Linked DNA regions of Canis lupus: region 2 is linked to region 1. A link is a contact called in public Hi-C data. All regions are on one chromosome and are shown on one strand. Each heading gives the region's core, a stretch centred on a gene start, on an enhancer-like site or on the middle of the called end of the contact. The rest is flanking DNA. Distances are from core to core; before and after follow the strand shown.

Region 1 (5,422 bases), core at 1,098-3,597:
AGGTATGAAGAGTCTTCATGGGTGTATGTGGGTGAATGCCTTTAAGGGATTGTTTCGTAAAGCAAAACAAATGTAGATTAACTAATGAGTTATGTGTCCTAACAAGCCTAAGTTACGGAAGTGACCATTTCTTTCTAATTTATAGGCGTCTTTGGAAACTCCCCTTTGTTTTTAGTATTTGCCTCAAATATCAACTGTACACTTCTCCATTGTTTTAGAGTATCTAGAAAAGAGGAGTCCTCCAAAGATTTTTTTTTTTTTTTTTTTTTTTTTTTGGTCCTAGACTTGGAGTGTAATGATATGATCTAAGTGCATTTCTCTGGATCTCGCGAAAAATATGCATTCTTAACTTTTTATAAAATGGTTTTATTATCACAGCCATTTAAAACTCAATGTAAGAAAGAGAAAGTTTATACTAAGTTTACTCTAAGCGACAAGTGACACAGAAACTGTTACTTTGGATACTTCCTCAAATTTCTTTGTGAAATTTTAGTCCTGGAGGGCAAGGGCTTACTGATAAACCTTCAGAGCTCTATATGGGATTTATTCTAATAGTTATTTCTTGGGATTTCAGAAGAAAAAATAAAAGAATGTTGTCCAATGTAGTGGTCACAAAGAGTAGACCTAGTTCTGAAGAGTTGCCTGAAGCTGCCTCAATCCTCTCCCTTAGTGACCAAGTATCAAGCCGTTTCTTGGGATTCTTCTGGGGGTGGTGAATTAAAGCAGGAACATTATCGAGATGCTCTCAACTAATTTTTATGAGCCAATATTCTTGAGTGTTTTCAAGAGTTAGCCCAGCTCTATTATTAAGTTGCCCTTGTTTAAAATCACTGGCATGATTTGCTTTCTGTCTTGCTAGCCTGTGGTGGGATCCAATGCCATAATTTGGTACTGGCACTTGTACTTTGGTGCTGTTGGGATATCCTCTGGTCTCATGTTGAACTGTTTTTAAAGGACATTGCAAATATCTTGAAATACACTGTCAGATCTCTTATAAATGTCATCTAGCTTTCATCTTAATTGAAAAGTTTTTAACCTAAAATTGTTATTTAGTATTTTACATTTACATGAATTTTTTTTTTGTTTTCAAAATATGCATGACTTGAGCCTTCCTTCATCTATTAGTTGTCACTACTTACTTAGACCAAGTTTAATCTTAAAATATTTTTAAAAATCTGATCTCGGTCTTAAAATGATTTTAAGACCGTAGGAGAAGCATCAACCAAAAACAAATTATCATTGAACTCAGAGTCCATGAAAAGCAAAGAAAGGAAAGCCACAAATCTAAGCTTTTCTCTTTATTATTGTGGCTCTCATTTGATCCATTGCCTGGCTCTAATCCTTTGCCCCTGACTCTCTCTGTGCTCAAGGACCAATGTTTATTGTAGATGTGCCCTGTTTTCCATAGCAAGTGTCCACAAACCCTTCAGCCATTGCTAAACAATAATAATGAGAATTCCTGGCAGTTCTCCAGAACTGGAGGATAGGAGGAGAGAGAAGAAGGTAGGAGGCAAGAGGGAGGGAGAAGAATAAATGTCTTGATGACAAAATATCACCAATGGCTGCCTCAGGACCACTTCTGGCATCAACTCTTTGCTGGGTGGATTTCAGTCACACTGTTCTCATTAATTAGATTCATGTACTTCTGATGTTTGGGTCATAACATTTATCCTGGCCTTCTCTTGATTTTTGTGAATTTGAGCATATTTCTTCAAATATTTTAAGCTTTTAGACAAAAGATGTTATTTCATGATAGCTCCTATACCAAATTCTTGTCTTACTCTACATCTTTCAAATAAAAGTCTATCTACTTCCGAAGGGGGGTGATATGTCTAGATCTAAGTCCAACCTCTCTTGCCCCTGGCACATTATTATTTTTTTTAAAGATTTTATTTATTTATTCATGAGAGACACAGAGAGGGGCAGAAACACAGGCAGAGGGAGAAGCAAGCTCCTCACAGGGAGCCCGATGTGGGACTTGATCCGCGGACCTGGGATCATGCCCTGAGCCAAAGGCAGACGCTCAACTGCTGAGCCACCCAGGCGTCCCTCCCCTGGCACATTATAATGGGGGATCACAGTGCTGTGGTTAAAATGGAAGGTCAAATCATTTCTACTCAGGGTGTGACCCCTGCAAGACGATATAGTAGGAACCATGCAGCCAGATGGCCTGGTTTGGAATCTCATTTCATACCAGCCATGGTATTTGGAAACTCCCCTTTGCTTTGGTTTCCTTATTTGTACAGTTTGGATCATAGTACTTATTTCACAAGACTGTATAAGAACACAAACATGAAAGGGTATTAGATAGTGCCTGTCTCCCAGCAGGTGCCCAGTAGGAGCTGGCTAGTACTGGAGAGACAAGTGCACTGAAGTGATTGAGCACCCAAAACCCCAGCTCCACCCTGGATGTCCTTGGGAAGCTAACTTGTGTGTGCCTCAGTTTCTCATCCACAAAGTGGGAATGATGGTGAAGATGATGCACGTCTCATAGAATTATTATGAGGACTAAATGAGTTGGCACATGTGAAGTTTACAACAGTCCCTGATACTAAAAGATCATCAATAAACATTGGTTATTATCATCATCACTGTTGTGTTAAGCCCCACCACCTTCAGCAAAAATAAATTTAGGTAATGTATTAGCGACTAATGAAAATATGCCATTATAAGCTGCTTGCATGTGTGAGTGTGAATTCTTAATCATTCTGTCGATTTCTTCCATGCAAGATCTTGATTGCCAAATTAGAGTAGAAGCTATTAATAGATCCAAACCACTGCAATACCGGGTAGCTTATTTTCCTTCTTAATCATTTACTAAATTGCATATGCGTAAGTTCAAAAAAGCATAGTAGCAGATAACAGAAACTAACAAAGATAGAGTATGAAAGGATCCAAAATATAAAATTTATTTAAAAATGTTTCTGTGATTATGAACTTTGTTTCCTTCCCAAAACAGTGTGTTGGTAAAACGAGGGTCCATTATGGGAGGAATGTATGTATCTTGATGGCTGAAGCACAAGACATGATAAATTAAGAAGATATTTGGTGTTGGCTTTTGTAGATAATAGAATAGAAAACAGGAGTTGAGGTTAATAGCAGCAAATAGATAAAAGGGAAAGAAATGGTGGGAGGCGTTAGGCCTAATTTTTCATCTTTGACTCTGAAAAGTTAAAAAATGTTCCAGTTTTATTCCAGTTTTCATATCTTGCCTGTACCAAGAATTCATGTATGTACTGAAGGAATTGTGTTTTTTGATACAGATGACCTTTGGTTGGATAAAACTGTGTAAAATGCTCCAGTAAAGGGCCTGAGTCAGAGCCAACTCTTCCTCATCTTCCTTTTTTTTTTTTTTTTTTTTTTTTTTTTTTAATAGAGAGCAAGTACAAGCTGGAGGAGAGCAGAGGGAGAAGGAGAGAAAGAATCTCAAGCAGGCTCAGTGTTCAGTGTAGAGCCTGATTGCGGGGCTCAATCCCTGGACTCTGATAACATGACCTGTGCTGAAATCAAGAGTCAGAAGTTTAACTGACTCAGGCATCCAGGTGCCCCACAACCAGCTCTTCTGAAACATTCCTAGAAATTTAGATTGTATCATGTAACAACAACAACAAAAATCTATATGCTATTTACAGGATTGTTGTGTAACACCATATTGACAACATTTCAGAGAACTTTTGGCAACACTAGCGACTGTTGATTTGATCATAACCAAATGTTAGACATAAAGGTGCAAAATAATGGCCCAAGCAGCCGGTACACAGAGAAGGTGAAGGAAAGGGGTCAGAAGTTAGTTATATTACTGGTAATCTTGCAGATTCTTACACGGTCAAAAAAAAAGTCCAAATTGCAATATTTGCTTGAGCCTTTACAATTTTAGCGTCTGCAACTTCTTGGAGTTAACATACATATGCTGGAGTAGATAGATGGCAGTAGGTGAGTAGAAGGGGACTTGATATAAACATTGAGCCCTGTGATATATGTTATTTACTTGATTGTCAGATAAAATAAAATCACACTTGGGGCTGTGCTCTTGTATTAGGCTATTCCAGTCAGCAAACAGACGGGAGGACAGCATTCTCCTAACAAGAAAAGACACAAAAAACAGGTGATGTGGTTCACTGTACTAGGGGATATTTCTGTTTGCTAATGGCCACGTCAGCTGCTCAGCGCACGCTAATAATTGTAGTTCCAGATCTTCGGTAACTCTCACCCATCACAGACTTTCTGGTAGACCTTAGTGACCCATCACTGAAATTCTGGCGCTAAAATTAAATGTCTCTGCTTTCTGTACTCTTGGCTCTGTCACCATCCCATTGTTTTCACCATAGTTTCACTTTGGCAGCCAAAACCCGTGGTATTTCACTCCAAGGTGTATGTCTTTGCCTTTGAAGGATGAGGATTTGTATATATTTATATTATATATAATATATATTAGCTTATATATTAGCTACAATGTTTATTTATATATTAGCTAATATATTAGCTACAATGTTTGTAGCAATAAGTGTTTTCGTACCTTTGATACACATAACAAAAGTAAGCTGTAAATTGCTGTCTAAAAGTGAGAGCAAAATATTAGGTTGCTTAAGTGTTTATCTAAAGAGTTAAAATTTCAAGAAAAGTATAATAAACTGAACTCATAAAGTTTATATGTACATCAAAGTCATCTTCTTTGCACTTGCTTAATTGAAGAAAATCCATGTTAAGCCTTGTATACTATGTGTATTTTTTGCCTTTCTTAATTCCTTCCCTCTCTTCTTTCTGTATTTTTCTGAGTTTAGGCTGCAAAAACAGAACCTGAAAAGAAGTCACAATCAACTAAGGTAAGTGATTTAAGTCAACTAGTGAGTTCTTTGGATTCTTAATAATAATAATAATAATAATAATAATAATAATGAATAACCCATTTCCTCTGTTGGTGCTACTGAATGAGAAAAGGATATTTTTTTCAGCTAATTTAATTAATTTTGTATTATCTTTTAAAATATGGTTATATAGAGTATAAGTGAATAATTACAATAAGTACACAATAATTACAATAAGTATACATGGCTAAAATGAGTGTTTACTATTTTATACATGAGAACAGTATATTTCAGAAGGCATTTTGTTCAAATCTAGATTTTTGTTACTGGTGAAGTAACTGTTAAAAAAAAACCAGCAAAAATGAAAGAGAAAGGACAAAAGGTAACGAGTGTCCAATTACTTTAAAGATAGGACATCAAGAATAAATGTGTGTTTTGAACCCAGCACCTACATACCTTACAGATGTGAGCCTTTCCTAAGAGGCCTGCAGGTTTATCTTAACAGTCTTTTTTATTTTTTTAAAAAAAGATTTTATTTATTTATTCATGAGAGACACAGAGAGGGAGAGAGAGAGACACAGGCAGAGGGAGAAGCAGGCTCCATGCAAGGAGCCTGA
Region 2 (5,422 bases), core at 1,428-3,927, 90 kb before region 1:
AGCCGAGAGCACATGAAACATTAAAAATGGAAGGAAATATGGAAATCATACACCCAGCCTCTCTGTAGGAGATTGGGTGATGTTGTGCAAAGTGTGCAGGTTTGCGGTGCCTGCATGGTGGCTCAGTCAACTGAGCATCTGACTCTCGCTTTTGGCTCAGGTCATGAGCTCAAGGTCATGAATTTGAATCCCACATTGCACTCTGTGCTAAGCCTTAAGCCTCCTTAAGATTCTCTCTCTCCCTCTGCCCCTCACCTCTGCCAGAGCTTGAGCTCTCTGTCCCTCCCCCTCCAAAAAAATGTGTATAGGTTTAGAGTCAGGCAGACAGATCTACCCCAGGCTTGCCTCTGCCATTTGCCAGCTGTAAAGCCTTAGGCTGTCATTCATCACTCACTACTCTGCTTCCTTATCTGTAGAGGGAGGATAATAATATTCTGAGATAAAATAAGTCACAGACCCGGGAAGTGAAGTGGCTTTCTCCAAGCTGCCCAATTAGTTTAACCTTCAGAGCCCAGGTTAGAAAGCAAGTAGGGGTCCTGTTTCCTGCACATTTAGAACATAAGCAATTAACGAAGACCTCATCACTGAAGGAAGCTGTCATAAGATAACACAACTGCCTTTCATGACCTGGCCCTTCTCAGCCCTAGAATGGCCAGTATATCATTTATAATAGAGCACCATGACCTAGGAATAAAGTCTAATGGCAGTTGTATAAGATTTCCACCTTGAAAACTAGAAGACAAGACTGAGAAGAAAACAAAGGAGATCTAATGTAGGGAGAAGCCGTTTTCCTTGTATCAATATCATTTCTTCCATAATTGATCTATAGATTCAGGGCAATCCCTATCATAACCCCAGCAGACTTTTTTTGGTAGACATTGGCAAGTGGATTCTAAATTTGATATAAGAAATTAAAAGACCTAAAGTCACAATCTTGAAGGAAAAAAAAAGTTTTGGTGAACTTGAATTCTGTACTGCGTATCTCTCCCCTGAAGGACACAGAGGAATTTAGCATTTATAACAAATAATGCCTTGCCCCTCGGCATAAGAGATGGGCAAGTGTCTTTGAGTCCTCGAAATCAGTGACCTATCTTTGAAAGCCAGTTCCTCCTCACTGAATGACATATAACATGGAAAAATCAACTCCAGAGCCTGATACTGGGCTTCGGGGAAGTTCATTTCCCCCTTCCTTTTTTTATTTCTCTTTCCTTGAATATAGTAACATTAAAGGTAGAATTAAACAGCTTCCAGCCAAATGGAGAAGCATTATTCTGTCTTTGAGAATAATGTCCAGCCAAATGTCTTCGACATTGGTTTTGAAAGTCTAAATGATTTGAAAAATCAAAAACCACAAATTTGTATTTCAAAAACCAAACCAAGGTGAAACGGGTGGAGAAATGTAATCTTTGGCCTGACAACCTCTTATCAAGAGTTAAGATCAAGTAGTCCTGCTGCTTCCTACTTATTGTTTCATGAGGAAGGAAAATGATAATATTTCTTATGGGCTAAGATATGAGGGAAAACTAGCCTTTGGGCAATGTCTGCAGTGAAGGGAAGCAAGGAAAGGAAGAAGCCCTGTTCCACAGGACCACCAACGTTAAGGGGGCTCATGTGGTGGGAGCTATGGCCCCTCCAGGCCAGGGCCCGCTCCCCGCTGCAGAGAGTGGTCAACAGGAGCCTCCAGCTGTCAGCTCCACTCAGGAACCTCAGCTGCAGAGAATCGCTTTACCTGGGCAGCCTTGTACGTGGCCACTGAATGGCAGGAAGGGGTTGTAAGAAAGGCCCCACCATTTAGCAGGATATGTGACAACGCTGCCTGACATTTCTCTTCCAAGAACGCCCCCTGGCTTGGCCAAGGCTTTGCCAAGCTTCCACTGCAGGCCAGTTTCTCCCACTGCTCAAGCCTTCTTCTGTCCACAAGCGCTACTCCTTATAAATATCCCACACCACACACAATGCCTCAGCATCTCCTTCAGAGAATCAAGCCTATAACTAAAAGCATCACACCTTCCTCAGAAGTGCGTGCTGACCCTTTGCCCAGTTTCTGTCGGAGAGTTCACACAGAGCTACATAGGAGGGTTGCTCTAGAGTTAGATTTCACTCTAACTGGTACCTCAGCTTTGCCTTCCAACCTTGTCTCCCAACACACCTCCCATGAGCCTCCCACTCAAGCAGCGTGTGTTTGCTCACTTCCCAACTTTAAAACCCAGTCCTCTGCTACCTTAGAGAATGCCCTCCTGGGCCCATCCTGCCCAACCTTGACTAACACAGGCTGAGCCATGAGTCACAGCACTTATTGGTGTTGACTCTGGCAGGGATGAATTTCTTTGCTATCAAGTGCTATAAATTTTGCAAACACAGAGTTAAAGCACAGCCAAGCCCTAGACCAGCTAAGCCTGGGATATTGTGCTTCAGAACAAGGAGGCAGTGCCAGGCCTCTCTGGGCCTGTAACCTGAGGAGGTCTGATCTACCTATCACATCTTCCTGCTTTTGACTCATATTTATGGAGCACTGTCCTAGCACTGGGGACATACCACTGAATAAAACAATCATGTTCCCTATCCTCAGAGATTACTGTCTAGGGTGAGAAATAAAAATCCAACAAGCCAAGGGGCACCTGGGTGGTGCAGTTGGTTAAACGTCCGAGTCTTGGTTTCGGCTCAGGTCTTGATCTCAGGGTTGTGGGATTGAGCCCTGCATCAGGCACCACGCTCCATGTGGAGTCCACTTGAGATTCTCTCCCACTCTCCCTCTGCCCCTCCCTCTCCTAAAATAAATAAATAAATCTCCTTTTATTTTTTTAATTTTTTTGTATATATATTTTTATTGGAGTTCGATATGCCAACATATAGCATAACACCTAGTGCTCATCCCATCAAGTGCCCCCCTCAGTGCCCATCACCCAGTCTCCCCTACCCCCTGCCCAGCTCCCTTTCCACCACCCCTTGTTAATAAATCTCCTTTTAAAAAGTCCAAACAACCAGCAAGTGAACATAATTGCCTGTACAGGATACTAACAGGAAGCAGTGATAGAAAACAAAGGTGAAAAGTGGGAATCTACTTAGATGGTAGGGTCAGGAAAGGCCTCTCCAGAAAAAGACACTTAAGTTGGGACTGAAAAATAAGAAAGCATGATCCAAAAAAAAAAGGAAGCATGATCCATAGAGAGTCAGGGAGACAGCCTTCCAGGCAGAGAGATGATACCCACGCATCCCTCGTTTATTGATCAATTCCAAGATGAGGAGCAATATGTAGGAGGGAAGAAAATCATCTTTTAATCACACAAGAGATGAAGTGTCATATTGACTTACGAAAAAAAGCTTTATAAGTTTCGTTTGTTTCAACCTACAACTGATTTTCTGGGTTGGGTTTGTGTGGTTTTGTAATCACTTGTAGTGTCCTGAGCTAAATATATGGCTTCGTGGCTCTGCTGTTGTACATTTGATACCCTCTGCCCAGAATTTATTTCTCCACTTTCCACTCTTAGAGCCTTTCCCTGCTTCAAGGTTTTCTTAAAGCATCTTTTATTTTAATAGCATTTCTAAAAAATGAGATTAGCCTCACATGACATAAAATTCACTATTTTAAAGTATTTGTTTTGTGGGGTTTAGTATATTCGCTATATTTTGCATATTCTAAACATCACCATGATCTAATTCTAGAACATTTTCACTACTCGAAAAAGAACACTAGTACCTATTCCCAGTGAGTCTCAGTTCTCCTCCACCCTCACCCCCCCCGGGTGACCACTCATCTACCTTCTCTCTCCATGGATTTGCCTATTCTGGACATTCATAGAATTACAATCATACAATCTGTGACTTTTTGTGTCTGGCTTCTTTTACTTAGTATAATGTTTTCAAGGTTCATGTTTATTGCAGCATGGACCCATACTTTACTTTTCTTTACGGCTAAATAATATTCTAGTGTGTATATATACAAATTTTGCTTATCTATTCATCAGCTGATAGACATTTGGATTGTTTCTACTTCTTGACTATTGTGAATAATGCTGCTTTGAACACTGTATACAAGCGAACATCTGTTAATACCTGTCTTCATTTTCTCAGGTATATATTTAGGAATGGAATTGCTAAATATATATTATTATTAGGTCGTATGGTAATTCTATATTTAAAATTTTGAGGAGCTGGGATCCCTGGGTGGCGCAGCGGTTTGGCGCCTGCCTTTGGCCCAGGGCGCGATCCTGGAGATCCGGGATCGAATCCCACGTCGGGCTCCCGGTGCATGGAGCCTGCTTCTCCCTCTGCCTATGTCTCTGCCTCTCTCTCTCTCTCTCTCTCTCTGTGTGACTATCATAAAAAAAAATAAAATAAAATAAAATAAAATAAAATAAAATTTTGAGGAGCTGCTAAGATGTTTTTCACAGAAGCTGCATCATTTTAAATCCCCATAGCAGTGTATGAGTATTTCAATTTCTCCACATCCTTGCCAATACTTGCTAATGCCTTTTTAAAAAAAATATTACAGACATCCTTGTGGGTGGGGAGAAATATCATGGTTTTGCATTTCCATAGTGTGAGAAAGAAGTACACATGCATTCTTTTGCATGTAGATCCTCAGTTGTTCATAACCACTTGTTAAAAAAAAAAAAAAAAGACTGTTCTTTCTCCCATTGAATGTCCTTGTCAATCTTGTCAAAAGCAGTTGACCATAAATGTATGGGGTTACTTCAGAACTCTCAGTTCTCTTCCATTGGTCCATATTTCTATCTGCACACCAGTGCCACATTTTCTTGATTACTGTAGACTTGTCAGTTTGAAATTGGGAGATATGAGTCCTTCAACTGTGGTGTTCTTTTTCAAATTCTTTTGACTATTCTGTGTCCCTTGCAGCTGGAAATTTCAGAGGGATTGCATCAAACCTATAGATCAGTTTCAGTAGTATTGCCCTAACAATAATAGTAAATCCTCCAATACATAAACACGGGCTATCTTTTCATTTATTTAGATCTTTAATTTCTTTTAACAATGTTTTATAGTTTTAAGTATATGAGCTTTATAGTTCTTTGGTTAGATTTTTTCTTAAGTGTTTTTCTTCTGATGTTATTATAAATGGAATTGTTTTCTTGATTTTCAGAGGAGGCATTTTCTCTTATGTGAAACTTTCCCTGACCTTCACTTCCCCCAAGTGAAGTCTGATAAGTCTTCACTCAATGTTCTCCCTCCGCCAGGCAGATATCTCTATTATTAATACTCACCACAACATACCAAAAGGCCCAAATCTGTATAATGTTAATTTCTCCTACTTGTGGACAGAGACTGTGTTCTATTTATCTTTTTTTTTTTTTTGTCCCTAAGACTTACTTCGAGACACTCACAAAGTAGGGGCCCTGTAAATGTTTATGGAATAGATAAAGAAAGAAATAATTGCCACCACTGAGGGTTTTCAATAAGACTG

The links. A called contact is a pair of places that touch in the nucleus more often than the background predicts.
Region 2: a Hi-C map of skin fibroblasts shows a contact between it and region 1, with 2.8 times the contacts expected there. The contact joins two enhancer-like sites. A contact is called at or near these places in 5 of 9 Hi-C or Micro-C datasets (amygdala, blood, liver and 1 more).

Annotation. Positions count from the first base shown.
Region 1 is chr3:13,007,741-13,013,162 of UU_Cfam_GSD_1.0, reverse strand. CAST (calpastatin) reads left to right here. Exons shown (of 31, transcript XM_038532284.1): 4 at 1-2; 5 at 4,040-4,105; 6 at 4,782-4,823. Among named protein-coding and RNA genes, the nearest start is that of CAST, 60 kb to the left of the region's middle. Within about 2 kb of position 2,347, at least 3 of the 20 cell types and tissues checked have an H3K27ac peak or open chromatin away from gene starts, as enhancers often do.
Region 2 is chr3:13,097,701-13,103,122 of UU_Cfam_GSD_1.0, reverse strand. The region is part of intron 5 of LOC111095126 (a long non-coding RNA gene); the gene reads left to right. Among named protein-coding and RNA genes, the nearest start is that of CAST, 30 kb to the right of the region's middle. Within about 2 kb of position 2,677, at least 5 of the 20 cell types and tissues checked have an H3K27ac peak or open chromatin away from gene starts, as enhancers often do.